3 separate regions of the Mus musculus genome follow, and regions 1 and 3 are each linked to region 2. A link is a contact called in public Hi-C data. All regions are on one chromosome and are shown on one strand. The core of a region is the stretch at or near the end of the contact, and the rest is flanking DNA. Distances in the headings are between cores, read along the strand shown.

Region 1 (2,878 bases), core at 237-2,736, 4.6 Mb before region 2:
CATTATACTTACCACAAGATGGCCCCCTTGTGTCTTAAATTTTTCCTGCTAGCGTAATCCCTAGTTATCCAAGAACTAGTTTCAGGACCACAAATATTAACATCCGGCGCCAGCCACTTGAGTTCACATATAAAACGTCATAGTTGTTTCGCATATAATAGGAGCATGCACATATTTTCTAACATAAATAAGTTATCTCTAGATTACTTGTACCTAGTAGGTTGTAAATGATATGCAAACAGTGATTAAACTGCATTGTTCAAGAAATGGTAACAAGCCTGACTTGGTGGAACACAACTTTGATTCCAGTGCACAGGATGCACAGTCAGGTGGATCTGTGACTTCAAGGCAGCCTGGTTGCCTGTCTACCTATAGGGCTCCAGGACAGTCAGGACTAACTACATAGATAGACACTGTCTAAAAGGAAGAAATAAAAATGATAATTTAAAAATCTGTATGCTCAGTACTAACAACTTTTTTCTATTTCCCATCTATAACTGGCTGAATACAGATCCAGAAATTACAGGTACAGAGGGTTGACTATATACCCTAGTCAATATAGCACAACATCCTAGAGCCAAATATACAATATATAATTCCTCTGCAAGGAAAATTTTGTTCTTTCTTTTACCCAGTGCTAGGGGCTGACAAAAGGGACTATATGTAAACTAGGTAATAGTGCTTACATGCATCCAGTCCTTTATGTTTGTTTAAAATAGGATCTGACCATATTGCACAATCCCGTCCTAGCCTCTGGAAATAGCTGGGATATTACAAGCAATATGCCACCACACCCAGGAAGAAAAATCTCTTGGACAGTGCTGCAGCAGCCACTGTAACTACCATGTTAACTATAAGGTCAAATTTTGAAATCTTGAAATCGTCGATGGTGAACTGAATACAGATGCAAAAGCAGCACACATAAGCACACATATCTTCAAGTGGTTCCAGGGACATGACCTGACAATTAGTTAGCAATGAACATTTTAGGTCCTATTCTTTTAGGTCCTATTCTTGATCTATTACGTTAGGAAGTCCAGCTCTGGAGCCCAACAACAGTTTCTATCTGGCCCTCTGCAGTGATGAAAAACTGTCACAATAGCTCAGAACAGCACCGCTCAAACCAGGAAAGTTTCCAAACCACGAACGGCCTGCTAAACCACAAGGAACAGTACAGATCCCTAAAAGAAACATAGCTTCACTTGCCAAGCCTTGACACTTCAAGGTTTTGTATCACTAAATAATAATGGCCCCCTTGGTCCTATGTCAGCCCCTAAAACACCCACAACCGGGATGGGCCGCTATGGTGACCGCCTCACCCGGCACTCTAACGGCGCCTCGTGGGTCGCTTCCGTGGAGGCGAGTCAGTGTCCAGTGCTCTCCCAACCGCGCCAAGTCGCCCGGTCTGTCCACCCTTCTTGCCTAGAACACGGGAGAGAAAAGTCTCCACTTCACCGGCTCAATGACATAAACTCCACTTTCTAATTTCTCCCGCCAACTTAAGTGACGTCATCAAGCAGGGACGGTACCGCGGAGGCCCCGCCCGCCGCCGTTCGCAAACCACCAATGGAACTCCGCGTGCCAGCGCAGTCACCGCGTGGCTCCCGCCCCCGAGATGCTCCGCCTATGACGTCAGCAACGAACCCTGGGCCTCGGACCCGTCTTTCCGTAGCGGGCTGAGAGAAGCGCGTCGCTACTCGAATGACGCAAATTTCCGCCGACCGCAGGGGTCGGGAGAAGGAAAGCGTGGGAGAACACAAGCGCTGACCGTGGATCTGGGGACGAGCACGGAGTAAGTCACTACTGGCCTGCAGAGCCTCTCAGACCCGTAGAGGTGGGAACTCCTCTCAGTCGGGTCTCCTGAGGGCCACCCTCCATCCGCGGTCCGCCTCACCCCGCCCCCGTCGCCACTGTGCCGTTGGTTTGGCGCCGTGCGTTGTGCGCACGCGCAGTTCCCTGGCGGCCCCTGCTATTCGGAGCTCAGTACAGAGGGGGCGGGCCGAGCTTGGGGTTGGGGTGTTTGGGGCACGCCCGGCTGCGGGGGGGGGGGGGGGGGGGAGTCTGTGCGGAAGTAGGGTTGCTCAGAGGAACTGTGGGTGTTAGGCAGGTTGTCTTCCCAAAGGACATCAGTTGTGAGAACTTGCATTCTAAAGTTCAGTCTTTTCTTTTTGCTAGTCCCTCTATAGAAAAAGCCGTTGTAGAAGGGGCTAACAGTAATGAATTTAAGTTCTGAGTGCGTTTATGAGAAATTAAGGAGAAATATGAGTGGAGAGTTCATTGAGAATGGAAATCCTCAAGAAGTAAGACTGCCTTTTAGTAGTCTTTCGAAGCCGGGCGGTGGTGGGAAACCGAATGACTTCATAAAACATTCACACTAAAAGATTATTTGGAGCAAAGTTCCAGACCGCTAAAGGGTTTGCCGTGACTACAACTTTGGTTCTCAATCTTTTGGGTACTCTTCTTTTTGTTTAAAGCCTGGAAAATATTATTGTCGAGTTCCTTTGAAAATTTTACATGTACCTGTGGAAACATTTTGTATGTGATTTTACAAACAAAACCTTTGATTTAAAATTTAAAAAAAAAAAAATGGTCTTTTGCTTTACATCTAGCACAGCTTACTTCCAGATTATCTGTGACATTCACTGTCTTTGGGCAGTGTTGCAACTTTGTAACTTGTTGAAAACATAAAGATGAAAACCATGTTTGCCCAATCATTGCCCCTGACCAGTATATGTTAACATTCATTTTGACTTTATGCTGCATATTGATCTGGTCTTTTCTCCTTTAAACAGACTAGTTCCACTTAAATTTACCATATTCCTTTATATTTGTATAAGCATGATTTTACCTTTTGTTTAAAAGTTTGTCTTATAACATC
Region 2 (2,789 bases), core at 197-2,696:
ACCCTTAACCAATGTGGTGAAGATGGTTCCTTCATAATTTAGGTCTGCTCACCCAGGGACTGTTTGAATCTAACCCCCAACATTCACCTCACATCGAGGAACAGTAATTCTGAGTTAATACAACCACACTGTGACCTTCCTAACTACCATTTTTTTTTTTTCCTGGGGGAACAAGGCGTTCAGATCTTGTTACGTCAAGAGTAGGACATTAACATAACTAAACCTGGACTGCTTGTTCCTTGGTCTATTTTTAAGACATATTTAAGGCACTCATGTAAAATACATCCGAGAATACACAATATAGCTGAAGGGGAAAGAGGTGACAGAAGATATATTAAACAACACCTCAAAACAGAGTGCACCCGAGAGGAAACAGTATGGTGCCAATTCTTTACATTTCTAAGAGCTGGTTTCTCCGGCTCCTTCCCGTCGAGGTTTTAATGTTAATGTTGAGGACGGCGTCTATGGCTTCATGTTACTTCTTTTATGTGGTACATAATAAATTCTCACTGATCCCGGGTCAAACACAATAACCTCACTGCATGTCACCCACCAACCTGCAGGGTCTCCCTCATGCGATTTCTTCAGGTAAACTGGAGTCCCCTTTGAGTTTATCTAAGTCAACTTTTATGACTCACGCCAGCTTTGGAAATGTCTTCCAAACCTACATCTACCTTTTTGAGTCATCTTAATCATCAGCCAGGTTTTTTTTTCCCCCCTTTGTTTTGTTTTTCCTTTTAATTATCATCCCAAATAAAAGTTTCCCAGACAAAGGCTAGTCTGGTTCGCAGCAGCAGCAGCTTGCAACTCAAAACCTGCTCCACATCGCGGAGAGGATGCTGCCAAAATTTCTGACAAATACTAACTGGGTCAGCGCGGTTATGAAGACGTTCGTTTTATTAGTGGTCACGAAAGCCCCACTTAGGGAAAATACATTCGCGCCAAAGGACACCATTCAACTGCAAACAGACCGTACCGACTCCCTAAGGGGACCGCCGGGGTGCCGACCCAGCAATGGCTGAAACCCACAGAACCCCGGCTCAGATCCCCGCGCATCCGCACTCAGGCTGCAAAGCCGCCAACCAAGGCGGACGACGGCGGGACGCCCGCGTCTGCCGTGGAAATCCGCCGCAGTCCCCAGCCCACCACGCAGCCGCTCGCCGATCCGCCACGTCCCGTCTCACAGCCCGCCCCGCGCGCCACCCCCGCGTCGGGGCAGAAGCCCGAGCCCTGCTCTCGCGGGATCTCGCGCCTCACACAAGCCCTCGGAAAGGGAGCATCACCCGCGGGAAAGCCGGGAACTCACGTGCGGGGGCGGGGCGGGGCGGGGCGAGACGAGGAGGCGGGCCCGGCGCAAGGGGGCGGGGCGTCCTGACGCGGGGGAAGGCGGGGTCCAGAGACCTGTTGATCGCAGGTGTCACTGCCCAGACCGGCCCCTGGGTCTTGGGCGTGCGCGCATGCTCTGCGCGGGTCTGGCGGCTGAAAGCGGCGGTGTGGCCGTCTGTCCCTGTGCGTGTCGCTTTGCCTGTCACGACGTTGTGGGTGTCGGCGCGAGGCGGAGCCGGGCCAGTGGGACTGGAAGGGCTACGGCGCCGGGAGGTAGAGCTTGGGGTGAGTCGCGGGAGCCCCCGCTGGGCAGAGGGCGGAGGACTCTCGGTCCCCACGGCCTGGCCCCGCTCGGGCGCGCTAACCCGGGTGGCCGCAGGCTGAGGGCGGGATTGGGCCGGGTCGGGATGCGCTGGCCAGGCTCCTGCGGTTCCCGGTGCAGCCCCACAGCTGCCGGAGCACTGAGCCTTCACCAGGGCTCCAGCGTGATTGGCGTTCCTCCTTGGCGGAGCAGACTGGATTGGATGTGATAGAATCTTGGCTTGGTTGGTTTCTCAGTAGCTGGACAGACGGACGGAGTTAATGTTTAGCTTCTAAACGGCGGTTTACGGTACAATTACCAAACTACTCGCCGGCGGCGCGGGGGAACAGGAAGTGCCTGCGCAGGTGTAACCGGGAGGATGTGAAGCCCTGCAATCTGAGCCTGTTTTGAGGTTTTGTTATTCTCCTGGGGTTTGTTTTCTCCGTGCAGATCCCGATAAATGCTTGCAAAAACGTACTGCACGTCCTTATCTGCTTGCGGTCTTCCATAGCTGGAAACATATTCTTTCCTCCAAATATATTTTCAAGGCTACTTTTGAGGTACATGGGCAGTAAACCTAAGTTCTCTGTGGTGAGCCCTGGAGCTTGTTTAAGACCAGGCACGCTGATTTTCACCTTTAAAAGGTGGAGCCAGTGCTGACACGAAGTTATGATAGAATGGATTGGTGACATTGATAACTTGTCAGTTTTATTTTCTGTTGTTTTCAATTCTGTGTCGATGATGGTCGAGGCAGAGATCCCTCATCCTATTCTGTTAAAGAAAAAAGGAAAAAAAAAATAGTGAAGAAAGGGTCTTCAAAAGTAATGTGTGATTTATCTGCTATTGTCAGAAGAATTCCTAATAGATTTTCTGCGGGCAAGAGTTGTATGGAAAATAAGGTTTTTGACTTATCTTTTAGAGACTTTTAAAGTGAGCTCCTTTGGACAACTTGCTATAAACTTACAGAAGTGATTTGTTTAGTTTGTAAATCGAATCAATGTATTAAGTATTTTTCCCAAAGGATAAAAAACAAGAGACCCTCCAAACAAGCCTTTTCCTTAGGATTTTTTTTTTTATTTATAAAGTTGTCTATCGAACTCATGATACGTGGCACTAACAGTTTATTACTTTAAAGGCGTCACTTTTTTTTTTTAAATAAAAG
Region 3 (2,837 bases), core at 318-2,817, 3.6 Mb before region 2:
GCTGCTCTTCCGACATACTCCATGTTTCAACAGCAGATCATCTATAAAGATATCATTTTCATTTGATTTAAAAGTGCTCACACTTCCTTTTATGCAACTGTAAGGAAACCTACAGCACACACACACACACACACACAAATGCATCCCTTCCCTGATAGTGGAAATTAGCGATAGGTTTGGGGTTTGATGCTCGGTAAACCAACACTCCCTCCTGACTGAGTCTCTAGTTGCCCCTGTGCAGATCTTCAGTAGGTACCCTGTCCCTCCTTAACATCTCAAGGAAGTCCTGCCACTTCAGTGGAGGAGGTCGTTTTACACAAGCTAGGCTACCCTGGGGAAACGCTCTCTCGGGCTCTAGGGCTTTCCTCTGCCTGGATAAATAAATCCTCTCAGAGACGATGTACACCTAAATCCTAGAATGATGGTGAGCGACTCATCTTAGTGCAAAGAAGGATAGCGGATACATGGCAGGGACGTGGGTTCTGTTGGGTGGCCCTTTTCCTGAACGGAACAACTACTTGGATGCCGAACCAGACTCTCCACCAAGCCAAGTTGAACTTTCGGCATCGATAAATATGGCACCATCTCAGAGAGCGAGTGTTCTCTCGTTAGCTCATCCGAACCTGGGTCAGATCGCAGATACAGCGCGGGCTGAGCAAGAGACATCTATTTACCAAAAATGTGATAAATGTTGCATTTTACATGCATCTCCTTTCCTCTCCGAACACACATACACACACATTCGCACTCGCGTGCGCGCACACTTCTCAGGATGACAGCTACAACTGCAGAGATCATAAATTCACTAAGTCCCCCGTGGAGAGGTGGAGGACCCGAGAAGATGGGCTGGGAATTCGGAGCACCCGCCACAGTAGGGCAAAGGTTTCCTTCCCTGTGTGCCCCACCCGCACCAAGCCAGGGTCCGTCTCCCCGCCTCGGCCCGCAGGCTCTCTATCCCCACGAGGGAGACGAGGGGTCGTGGGGAGGAGGAGATGCCAGGCAGGGACGCTTACTTTCCGAGCTCCTCAAAGAGCTGATACTCGTCGGTGAACCGGGTGCAGGTGGTGGTCGAAGCCATGGCGGGGTCTGGACAGTGCGACGGGCGACACGCGAACAGACCTGGCTTCCCGGGACTGGCGCCGCCGCGCTGTCACCCGGGGCCGCCCTCACTTTCCGTGTCCGAAAGTAGCTCGCCGGCGAGGGAGTGCGCGCAGGGGCGGGGCGCGCGGGGCGAGGTGGCCAGACCAGCCCGCTCCGCGATCCCTTGTCCTCTCCTCCTCCCGCCGCGGTGGCCGGGCCGAGGGCTCCCGAAGGGGCGGGGGAGAGGTGTCAGGAGGGGTTGCCGCGGTCACCGAGGCCGCACGGAGAGCTCAACGCAGCGCCCGGAGTGGCGGGCGGCAGCGGCCGAGTGAACACCCAGCCGGTCGTTCCAGCGGGCAGAGGAGGCGCTGGTGGCCCGCGCTCCCTCCTCTCCACGGGGCCGCAAGGCTGGGAACCCGCGGGGCGACAGAGTGCGCTCGCTCGGCTCGGGCGAAGCTGGCAGCCGCGGCTCCTCCCCGGCGCCTCCTCCCTCCTCTCCCCGCCCAGCGAAGCCCCCTCCTCGGCGGCCCCACACCTCCCTCTAGCGACTCCAGCCGCGTCCCTTCGGGCTGCTCTCCCGCAGCCGTCTAGGGAGACCGAAGGGAGATGCGCGGAGCAGCAGGGAGCGCGCTTAAGGGGACGGGACTGAGATGTCGCAGTGACCCACGAAGGGCGGAAAGATGAGAGACCACTCGAAGCTCCCACAACCCGGATGCCTCTACCCGGGCGGGATGGCCGCGAGGCCGGGGAAGCCGAGAGAGGGAAGCAACCCTTGCATCTGGGCGCGGTTCGCGTTTACTGCTCCCAGACCCGGGTCCAACGTCCCCCGGCTCGCAGCTACTGCCTGGGGCTGCCAGCCTTGGCCACCTCTGCTGCGCCCGGCTGTCCCTTAGCTAGGGGCAAAGATGGTCAGGGCACCACGTTTCGCTTCAGTTTTTACTGTCACGTCTTCGCCCTTCTCTCCCCTTTTCCCGACTAGGGCGATCCCCATAAGCATTTGCTTGATCATAAACTCTAACATAATGAAACCCAAAAGTGCACCACTCTGCCACACCTTCCTTCCTCTCCAGAGTAACTCCCCTGTAACCTCAGCAAGTTCTGATAGTAAGAAGGCTTCTCGCGAGATGTCCCACGCCAGTGGCGAGGGGGTGGGGCGGTAGGAAGGTTGGCTGTGGGTCACGCGACCCAGAGGGGGCTGACGTCATTAGCGTCACGTGAGCGTGCCTAGCCTGTTTCGCGTTGCCGAGGGAGAAGGGAGAGGGAGGGTGGGAGTTCTTTACCTGCATTCTCAAAGAGCAGGCCAAGTAGGGGCACAGGAGTGTACTCCCTCAGTGGCTATCTGGAAAACCATTTAAGAGTTCAAGAACGTGTGTACAGTTAAGCATATCTGACACTGTTGCTTAAAAATTAGCATGGAGAAAAAAAATTAGCATGTAAGATGGGTTAAGGTGTAAGTGGTGGCTAAGATCATTTCTGAGCCTTCTTTTCACTTCTGAGTCTTTAATAAACGAGGCAATTGCAGATTTAGAGGCCTACGGAAAATAGAGACGCATCATGAACTTTTAAAAAATTTTCTTCAGACTGTTGCTTTTTGTTCTACAGCAGGAAACCATAAAATCCTGCATTTCTATTGCTTATGTGCTCGTGCTTAGAATCACATCGTGCACTTAAAATTTCACAGTGGGAAGATGATAGATAACTTTCAGTTAGGGAGCCTGTACATGCTTTTAGGGCGGCTATAAGTTACTACTTTGCAG

What was found. A called contact is a pair of places that touch in the nucleus more often than the background predicts.
Region 1: a contact with region 2 is called in a Hi-C map of CD8 T cells, with 8 times the contacts expected there. The contact joins the promoter of Zgrf1 here to the promoter of Usp53 in region 2. A contact is called at or near these places in 2 of 484 Hi-C or Micro-C datasets (CD4 T cells and CD8 T cells).
Region 3: a contact with region 2 is called in a Hi-C map of CD8 T cells, with 12 times the contacts expected there. The contact joins the promoter of Camk2d here to the promoter of Usp53 in region 2. A contact is called at or near these places in 1 of 39 promoter capture datasets (pre-B cells) and 2 of 484 Hi-C or Micro-C datasets (CD8 T cells and regulatory T cells).

The regions. Positions count from the first base shown.
Region 1 is chr3:127,552,097-127,554,974 of GRCm38.p6, reverse strand. Zgrf1 (zinc finger, GRF-type containing 1) reads right to left here and starts at 1,486. Exons shown (of 26, transcript NM_197997.2): 1 at 1,320-1,486. Larp7 (La ribonucleoprotein domain family, member 7) reads left to right here and starts at 1,626. Exons shown (of 13, transcript NM_138593.2): 1 at 1,626-1,792.
Region 2 is chr3:122,983,104-122,985,892 of GRCm38.p6, reverse strand. It overlaps Usp53 (ubiquitin specific peptidase 53), which reads left to right and starts at 1,446. Exons shown (of 16, transcript NM_133857.3): 1 at 1,446-1,611.
Region 3 is chr3:126,595,681-126,598,517 of GRCm38.p6, reverse strand. Camk2d (calcium/calmodulin-dependent protein kinase II, delta) reads right to left here and starts at 1,567. Exons shown (of 21, transcript NM_001346635.1): 1 at 1,014-1,567. The coding sequence starts at 1,078.